Regions from separate parts of the Oryctolagus cuniculus genome. Here region 2 is linked to region 1. The links are chromatin contacts, called in public Micro-C maps. All regions are on one chromosome and are shown on one strand. The core of a region is the stretch at or near the end of the contact, and the rest is flanking DNA. Distances in the headings are between cores, read along the strand shown.

What was found. Hi-C and Micro-C count contacts between places; a contact is called where the count stands out from the background.
Region 2: a contact with region 1 is called in a Micro-C map of ear pinna, with 4 times the contacts expected there. The contact joins the promoter of TRIM66 here to the promoter of TMEM9B in region 1. A contact is called at or near these places in 4 of 6 Hi-C or Micro-C datasets (ear pinna, embryonic fibroblasts, skin fibroblasts and 1 more).

Annotation. Positions count from the first base shown.
Region 1 is chr1:57,247,867-57,252,199 of mOryCun1.1, forward strand. TMEM9B (TMEM9 domain family member B) reads left to right here and starts at 1,260. Exons shown (of 5, transcript XM_051824518.2): 1 at 1,260-1,722. The coding sequence starts at 1,414.
Region 2 is chr1:57,525,077-57,529,597 of mOryCun1.1, forward strand. TRIM66 (tripartite motif containing 66) reads left to right here and starts at 2,125. Exons shown (of 21, transcript XM_070073681.1): 1 at 2,125-3,590. It overlaps RPL27A (ribosomal protein L27a), which reads right to left. Exons shown (of 5, transcript XM_008265732.4): 2 at 3,100-3,163; 3 at 2,654-2,729; 4 at 1,951-2,125; 5 at 1,151-1,320. The coding sequence ends at 1,192. LOC127485179 (small nucleolar RNA SNORA3/SNORA45 family) reads right to left here and starts at 1,552; the gene lies at 1,423-1,552. LOC127485178 (small nucleolar RNA SNORA3/SNORA45 family) reads right to left here and starts at 2,531; the gene lies at 2,402-2,531.

The DNA of each region.
Region 1 (4,333 bases), core at 10-2,509:
CTTCATTTAGGCTCCAGTCAGGTACCCATCCTTCCAGTCATAGTCTACTCACGGCAACATCAGTCTCTATTCTAGAATGGCATTGTCTAATATAAATAGAAAATATTCTGGTAACCACACTTTAGTAAAAAAGCAGGTGAAATTAACATATTTAGCCCAGTACAAAATATCTAACCATATTAATATCTTAAAATCTGAGATGTTCTATTTGGTTTTTAATGCTAAATCTTTGAAACCCAGTGTATATTTTATACTTACAGCTTGTCTCAAATGTTCAGTCGCTACATGTAGCTAGTGGCTACTGTACTGGACAGTGTACTTCCAGTGTTACAGTGTATTTCCTCTAAGCCTCTGCACCCCAGTCAAGGCCATGAAAACAGTTCAGGAGACAGCTATGAGGTTTCAGCCAAAGCATGAGCATTCTCTTTAGACGCCAGACCTAAACAACCCTAAAATAATCCCAAACTTGCTTCTGAATAAGCTTATACAATCAGATCCGAGGTGCCTCACTGGTTGTGTAAGCTGATTCAGGGTGTGTAAGTTTGACCCAGGGTGTGTCTTGATTGTTGTGGGTCAGCAGAACACCCATTGACGTCAAAATTCACCAGTGACAGCATCTTCCCAGGGCAGCCTGGTGACAGGACAGCCAGCACTGAACTGGTCCTGTTTGGGGATGGGTATTTAGGACTGAAAGGAGCTAAATATATCTGATGCAATATCAGACACTCTTGCGTTAATTCTAGCCTGGCTTCCATAGGAATCATGTGGGAGAAAAAAAAATGTATAAAATTCTGTTAATGGGCCGGCACCGCAGCTCACTAGGCTAATCCTCCGCCTTGCGGCGCCGGCACACCGGGTTCTAGTCCCGGTCGGGGCACCGGATTCTGTCCCGGTTGCCCCTCTTCCAGGCCAGCTCTCTGCTGTGGCCAGGGAGTGCAGTGGAGGATGGCCCAAGTGCTTGGGCCCTGCACCCCATGGGAGACCAGGAAAAGCACCTGGCTCCTGGCTCCTGCCATCGGGTCAGCGCTGTGCCCCGGCCGTGGCGGCCATTGGAGGGTGAGCCAATGGCAAAGGAAGACCTTTCTCTCTGTCTCTCTCTCTCACTGTCCACTCTGCCTGTCCAAAAAAAAAAAAAAAGAAAAAAGAAAAAGAAAATTCTGTTAATGAAAACATTTACACAATCTAGGAAAAGATAACTTTTACAATCTGTTTAGAGAAGGAAGCGCAAGTATTCCGTCTGAGTTCTTGAAATCCAGAGAGGCACAGAGAAGGGCGTGTGATTTGCCCAAGATCGTTCAGCAAAACCCTAACAGTTTTGACGAACCCTGTATTCTACCCGCCGACTTCACGGTCTCCACTAACTACAACAAATATTTTAGTGGAAGACACTGTGCCATCGCCAGGGTGCCCCTAATGCACCCGCGGAGGACGACCCGCGCTGGGCAGACGGGGTCAGCCGCCGCGAACACACTTGTCCCCACCTCCTGGAGGTCGGGGAGGAGGATACTGCTGGCGGTTCTTTCGCCAACTTCACACCGTCCGGAGCCCGGCCTGGGCCAGCCCAGCATCGCCGCTGCGGCCTCCTTTCCAGCTGCCGCCAGGACCAAGGCGGCCAGTGTCCATCCGGAGGCCGGCGGAGAGCCGCACCTGAAGGCGGCACACTGCGACTGCAGGAAGCCAAGCCGGGCAGGGAGCTGTGTCCGGTCGGCGCGCGGGCTGCAGGTCAGCACCTAAAGTGATGGGGAAGACCCCCGACCCCCTGACCGGGGGTGGGTTTATGCGAAAACAGATGGCTCGGCTAGTCCCGGCCCCGTCTCCACGGACTGGGCCACCCTGCCTGCCATTCCAGGGGCCTGGCACATCCGGGCCGCCGGGATCTGAAACAAACGGCTCAGGCCTTGCATGGGCTGCATCTGACAGCCGGAGCTGGCACTGGCTTCCGCAGAGCCCAGGCTGTCACCCCAGAACAGCCCTACTCTGTCCGGGGGCCACGCGTGGGCCGGGCCGAGCGCCGGGACCGCGCAGCCTCCGGACCCTCCGCACACGGAACCGTTTCCGGGGCGGATGCTTTTTGCTGCTGACCCGGCGCGGCCGGTGACGCCAAGGCCCAGACGGAAGTGTGGGCGGCGGAGCCGGAGCCGGAGCCGGATCCCCAGCGTGAGCCCGAGCCGGGAGCCGGTCTCGGGGGCTCCGGGCTGTGGGGACGGCTGGGCCTGGCAGCGATGGCGACCCTGTGGGGCGGCCTCCTTCGTCTCGGCTCCATGCTCAGCCTGTCCTGCCTGGCGCTCTCCGTGCTGCTCCTGGTGCAGCTGTCAGACGCCGCCAAGGTGAGTCCCGCCCAGCCTTCGCTCTGACAGGAGCTCCTCCCCTGCTCCGGCCTTGCGGAAGCTGCCTCTGCCGACCTGCTCGCCGCCAGTGGGTTCCTCTCCGACCCTGACAGCTGGACCCCTGGCTTCAGCCCCCGCAACACCGCACCCTGCCGGCTGCCTGGGAGCTCGCTCGCCCTGAGCCCGGGCAGCCCGGCCGCCCCCGCGCCCAGCCCAGTGCAGCCCAGCCCGTGCCCGCAGCCTGGACAGCAGCTCCTTCGTCACTTCCCTTCTCAGCCCCGACAGCACCCACCTCACCCGTCCCAGCCTTTGCAACTCAGAGGGCCTTCCGTTCTCCACCCTGAAGCTCTGACCACCTCCTCCTCCCGCCCCCATTCCCCAAGGCAAGGACCGAGGGAGCCCCCCATCTCCCAGCAGTCCTCCTCATTAGACTAACTCGTGTCATCTCACCCCCGAACACATTCCCTTCCCGGGTGGAAACTTGCCCCTCCTGGCAACCTCCCCTCCCGATAGGATCGCTCACTTCCTAGGCTCACCCAACCCCCTCGGGACCTCTTGGCTGCTTTTCTGCCTTTTCTTGACTGCCTGATACTTTAGTGGGTAAAAGAGGACCCAGACTGCGGAAGAGGTGAGGTGATCTCCCTGGTTGCGTTTCTCCGCCCATCTAGTACCCCCATGCTGCTGGGTGCCCCTGCTCCCCGGACCTGCCCTGGCCCCACACTCTTTACTGAGCTACCCATTATCGGGGGAAACAGAAGGGATTCACACTAGCGTGGTGGGAAAACAAAATGACATTGCAGTTTTGGGCAAAAAAAAAAAAAAAAAAAAAAAAAAAAAGCTTTCATCTATAGGGACTGGAAAAAGGAAATGACAGGTAGCAGATGTTTGTGATCAGGGACTCTGAAAGCTTTCCCACCTCCCACTAGAAGCAGCAACAGCAGCAAGTCTCCTGGCACCCTCCGCATAGCTCCCCCATCGCTTTATGTAACGTATGGCGACCGTGTATTTATGTGTCCTTGTTATGGGCAGGAACCCTGGCTTGTGCTCATCTGAGCCCACCTCATTGAACACAACAAGTTCTGCACAGAGCAGATGCTTACCAACAAGCAGTCGCTGAATACGTTTATGAACAGCTCTGCCAGGTGGATTGTGGGTGCCGGGGCCCAGTGCTCAGGGGATAATAGATTTCCCTTTGCTGAGGAAGAGTCCGCTACTCTTTCTCTACACAGATGCTTGGTCGCTCTTCTTCTCTCTCTTTAAAACTTTTTCTTAGAACTTGTGCTGTCAGCTGGTTCCCTGGGAAGCACAGACCAAACTGATCTCAGCTAGAATGGAACTACTTCCCGTATGTACTTCCTTTCTGGTTGGAGCTAGGTGCCTCCGACACTTCATCCCTTTTACAGGACTCTGGCCCAACTCTTTTGGTCAGTGTCACTGCCCTTCCACCCAGGAGTGGCAGAATGGTATGGAGAAGCACTGTGACTCTCTTTGAATAATTGTTAGTTTGCTCCTTCCCCATCCTTTTGAAATCAGCGTTCTTATATGCAGGCACAACTGTCTACTCTGTGTGTTTCTAATGGCAAGTACTTCTTGAGGATATGAACACAATTGGATTGCCATATGACCATAACTGGCTAATAAATCACAAATCCTGTACTAGGAATAATTTCAAAATAATTTTATGTGCTATACAATGATTCATGAGCATTACCATGTAGGACTTGTGAGTTTTGAAATTTTGTCTCTCTCAAAATTAAAGTTTTTTTTTTTAAGATTTTTATTTTTTTTTTTTTGACAGGCAGAGTGGACAGTGAGAGAGAGAGACAGAGAGAAAGGTCTTCCTTTGCCGTTGGTTCACCCTCCAATGGCTGCCATGGCCGGCGCACTGCAGCCGGTGCACCGCGCTGATCCGAAACCAGGAGCCAGGTGCTTCTCCTGGTCTCCCATGGGGTGCAGGGCCCAATTACTTGGGCCATCCTCCACTGCACTCCCTGGCCACAGCAGAG
Region 2 (4,521 bases), core at 875-3,374, 280 kb after region 1:
CCTGATTCCAGCTTCCTGCTAATGCTCACCCTTGGAGGCAACAGGTAACTGTGGCTCAAGTAGCAGGATCTTACCAACCACATAAAAGAAACCCAAATTAGCTTCCCAATGCCTGAATTTGGCTCGGGCCTGGCCACTAGACACTTGAGGAGCAGTCTTACGTGGGGCTGGTGCTGTGGCATAGTGGGCTAAGCCTCCATCTGCAGCACTGGCTGCTGCTCTTCAGATCCAGCTCTCTGCTGTGGCTTGGGAAAGCAGCAGAGTATGGCCCAAGTGCTCGGGCCCCTGCACCTGCATGGGGGACCTGAAGAGGCCTTGGTTGTGGATCAGCCCAGCTCTTGTGGCTATTTGCGAGTGAATAAGTGGATGGAAGACTTTCTCTCTCCCTGTCTCTACCTATCAAATAAATAAAATCTACTTAAAAAGAGCACAAAGGAGTCCTGTTTGGATTCTTGACCCAACCCAGCTCCCTACTAATGTGCCTGGGAAAGCAGTGGATGATGGGTTGTTCTGGGCTCACGACCTTAAGCCTGGGCTAGCCCTGGACACAGCAACCATTTGGGAGTGACCCAGTGAATGGAAGATACCTTGGGGCCAGCACTGTGGGTTAACGCCCTGGCCTGAAGCACTGGCATCCCATATGGGCGCCAGTTGGAGTCCTGGCTGCTCCTGTTCTGTTCCAGCTCTCTGCTATGCCCTGGGAAAGCAGTAGGGATGGCCCACGTCCTTGGGCCCCTGCGTCCGCGTGGGAGACCCTGGCTTCGGATCGTCACAGCTCCAGCCGCTGCAGCCATTTGAGGAGTGAACCAGCCAATGGAAGACTTCTCTTTCTCTGCCTCTCCTCTTTCTGTGTGTGTGTAACTCTTGACTTTCAAATAAATAAATCTTTCAAAAAAAAAAAAGGGAAGATACCTCTCCCTCTCCTAAGTAACCCTTGAAACTGAGTCACAATGCTTACTTTTCAATTAGGGTAGATTATCAGTTTCACTTCACAAATGAAAAAGTTTAACCACAGTGCCTGTAAGTGCTGTTGGTAGCACTGAGGTGGGTTAGCAGTAACCCAGGCTCTGCATACCTCGAATGCCTGGATGCTGTAAGGTGGGTTCCGGCAGGGACAGGGATGTGAAGTCAAAGAACCTACATTCAGACCACCAGGGAAAAGCATTTGCTAGCATTTAATGAACCGTGGCTTCAAGCCACCAGGACACAGGCTCCCCCCACGCCCTTAATCTTCTCCTCAGCTCTTCTGCTGAAGAATTTGGCCTTCACGATGACAGGCTGCTTTGGGAGCTTTCCCTTTCCCAGAACTTTGTAATAGCCCTGCAGGAAGAGAAGAAGGTTTAGAGTATTGCACAGCGGGCGCCAACTCCTGATGCGCTCAAGTAAGATGCCCCTGAACCCACCCTTCCCAGGACCAGGGAGGCATGTTTCTGATCTGGGCACTAACGCGGGCACTGGCTGCCCCACCAGTGAATCAAGACCAGCAGATTCTCTCCGAGGACGCTAGCACACCAGGACAAGGGTTGTGTCGGGATGTGACTCTAGTCTCGGCAAGACACAAACCTCCCTTTGCTGGCCAATTATTACCAATAAACAGCAACAAAATCACATTCCGAATATGTTCCAAGTCTTGACCACCAAAGTTGCTCAACAGACAGTAGAGGCTGTGAAGACACTCAGCCTCTGCCTCCCTACTTACAAGGACCACAGCTCCCCAATGGCACACCAGTGCCTGTTTGGGGAGGTCTTAACTAATATAGCTGGGCCTTCCATTTGGTCATAATTAACCATGGCAGTTCCACCAGAAGGTTGAATTTATCTAGTAGGTAACTGGAAATTAAGTATAGGTTTAGATTTTCAGGTGGGAGACCTAGTAAGATTAAGCCAGAGTGCCTTGTGCATGGGAGGTAGAACTACACACGAGCAGTAAGAAGGATCCAATTCACTCACCGACCGCACCACATCAATGATAGGAGCAGCTCCAGTCTTGTTCTTGGCAGCATTTACCCGTGTCTGCTCACTGACCAATGTCCACAGCTTATCAAGGTTGACAGTTGGGCAGAAGCTCTGGTTCCTCTTTAAGTGGTAATGCCTCATGCCAACTTTCCCAAAGTAACCTGGGTGACTGGGAAGAGAAAGCACCACCTTTATAAGCGCGCTGCAGGTAAGAAGTTAATCTGGATCATCTTTCTTACCTTCCCCCACTACACTGTCAAACTGTTCACTGGTGGAGTGACTGGCTTTATACAGTTTATACAGTTGCTGAATTAAATATCAAGTGGAAAAGGCTAGCCTTATTTTCATGGAGCACAAAGTCACTGAGGCCCACAACAGCATTCCACGGGAGAATGTGAAAACACTAAGCACAAGGGGACCGAACAGTTGCAGAGGTCGATCTGAAGTATGTCACTAACCTGGTGACTGACTGTGCCATGAGGCCCACAGCCAGTGAATAAGGTCAGCAGTTACTCTTCGAGGACTCTAGCACACTAAGGCAACAGCCAATACCCAAGCGTGACTCTAGCCTCGATGACCGGTTCTCGCTTTCCCCAGCTACCTCGGTTTGTGAGCTATGGATGCCTGCTTCCTTACTGCCAGTCCCGCCCGGCCCGACACTTCCGAGTCAGGGAAAGCACGGCCTATGAACACTTACTATTTATCAAAGTTGATCCTGTGGTGATGCATGCCACCCGCATTACCTCGGCCTCCTGGGTGCTTCCGGTGCTTGCCTGCAAAAGCACAAAGCTACCTGGCCAACCCAGCCTCCCCCAGACCCGCAGACACAGAACATTTCCCCACACTCCACGCCGCTGCTCCCAGCCCACAGGCCCTCTTTGTTGCTCCTTCAGGACTGCGCGTTCCCTTCCTTTTCAGCATCCCAACCACAGCACTCCCCCAACAGTCCACGTCTGCAACTGACTCCGGACTGCGCCCCGCTCATTCCTATTCCTTACCGATACTAAATTCTCTAAAACCGGATTACTAGGAGACCTTGGGGGAAGGGAGCCCGGCTGGTCCGTACAACTCGACTTCTAAAGCTACCTATCCCACTCGAAAAGCGCGCGCCGAGGCCGATCAGCAGGGGAAGCCGGTACTTACCGATGCGGCCGTGGCCGTGGCTCACGTGGCCGCGCAGTTTCCGGGTCTTCCTCAGTCTGGATGGCTGTGTGGGAAAAAGATCCCGGTGGTAAGGCCGAAGGAAAGAGAGCGGGGGCCAGTGCCTGGCACCCTGAGAGGGCGGCAGGCCTGGGGGGACAAGGGCCTGCTCTCTAGCAAGTTCGGCAAAGCTGAAGTTGCAGTCTTGCCCGGGGCCGCACCCCGGCCCGCGTGCAGCAGCTCGAGACTCGAGCCCCTGGCCGGACACGCGGCCCCAGGCTCCCAGCTCCGCCTCAGGCTCACGCCCGCCATCCTGCTCTCCGGCCGACCATACGCAGCCAGGAGAACTTGGCCAACGTCCGGAGTAGGTGGCCGCGGAGCGATGGGAGAAGAGCGCGAAACCCCGGCCGGCAAGGAAGCGGAGGCAAGAAAGGGCCCACCTACCATGTCGGCTGCCGAGACGAAAGAGGGAGGCCTGCGCGAAATCTCGCGAGGTAACGAGCACGGGGCGGGGCCAAGCGCCTCACGTCCGGCCAGGGAGGAGGCGGGGCGGGGCCTTTTCGGTCTCGCGGGTTTCGCGGGCGGGTGACTGCTTCCTCTTCCTGCTTTCCTTTGTGCTGCCGGTTGTAGCAGGCTCTCGGGTGAGAGCTGTTGAAAATGTGGGGCGTCGGGGCGCTTTGGCGCACGCCACCGCGACCTAAGTGGCCCGGGAGCCACCTTGGCCCAGGAGCCGCCTGGGCAGAGCCGGAGGGCCTCCGTGTGCCTCCGCTCCTCACCAGATGCCTCTGCGTGGAGCGGTCCCTCCTGTCTCCCCTGCTCTTAGTGTTCTGTTCGGGCCTGGTAACATTGGTTGGTTGTCTCGGGGCCATGGTGAGGAGGCGCGAGACACTCTGCCTCTGCCGCCTCGGGGACGCCCTCGCGCACACCCCTGTCTCCTTTGGCCATGCGCTCTCCTTGTAGTTGAAACTGTGCTGTGCTTCAGGGGCCCCGTCTCAGTACTTTTTAAGCCATGTTACGTTTTCTCCCAACCCGACTTGACGTGCTGTGACCCCCTCCTCTGTACAGAGAGCCACTGCCCAACCCAGGCCCGATGCAGGCATCTTCCCTGAAACTTCTCTGATCCTTCGGCCTTGGTTTCTCACTAAGCCGCTTAATACGCAGCTCTTAGATCCTTAGGGAGCTACACTGGTCTTCCTTACCAGATCACATTCCTTGAGCGCTCCGGGGTTGCTGTGGGCTGGAGTTCCTCTTAAATAATTGTTGAAAGAAAATGTTGATTGGTTTATTATTTATGTGAAAGGCTGAGTGACAGGGAGACAGATTTTCCATCCACTGATTGACTCCCCAAACGGTCACGACATCAGGTCCAGACAGATCAAAGCTGGAAGCCAGGAACTTAACCTGCCTTGCCACAGTGATGGCCCC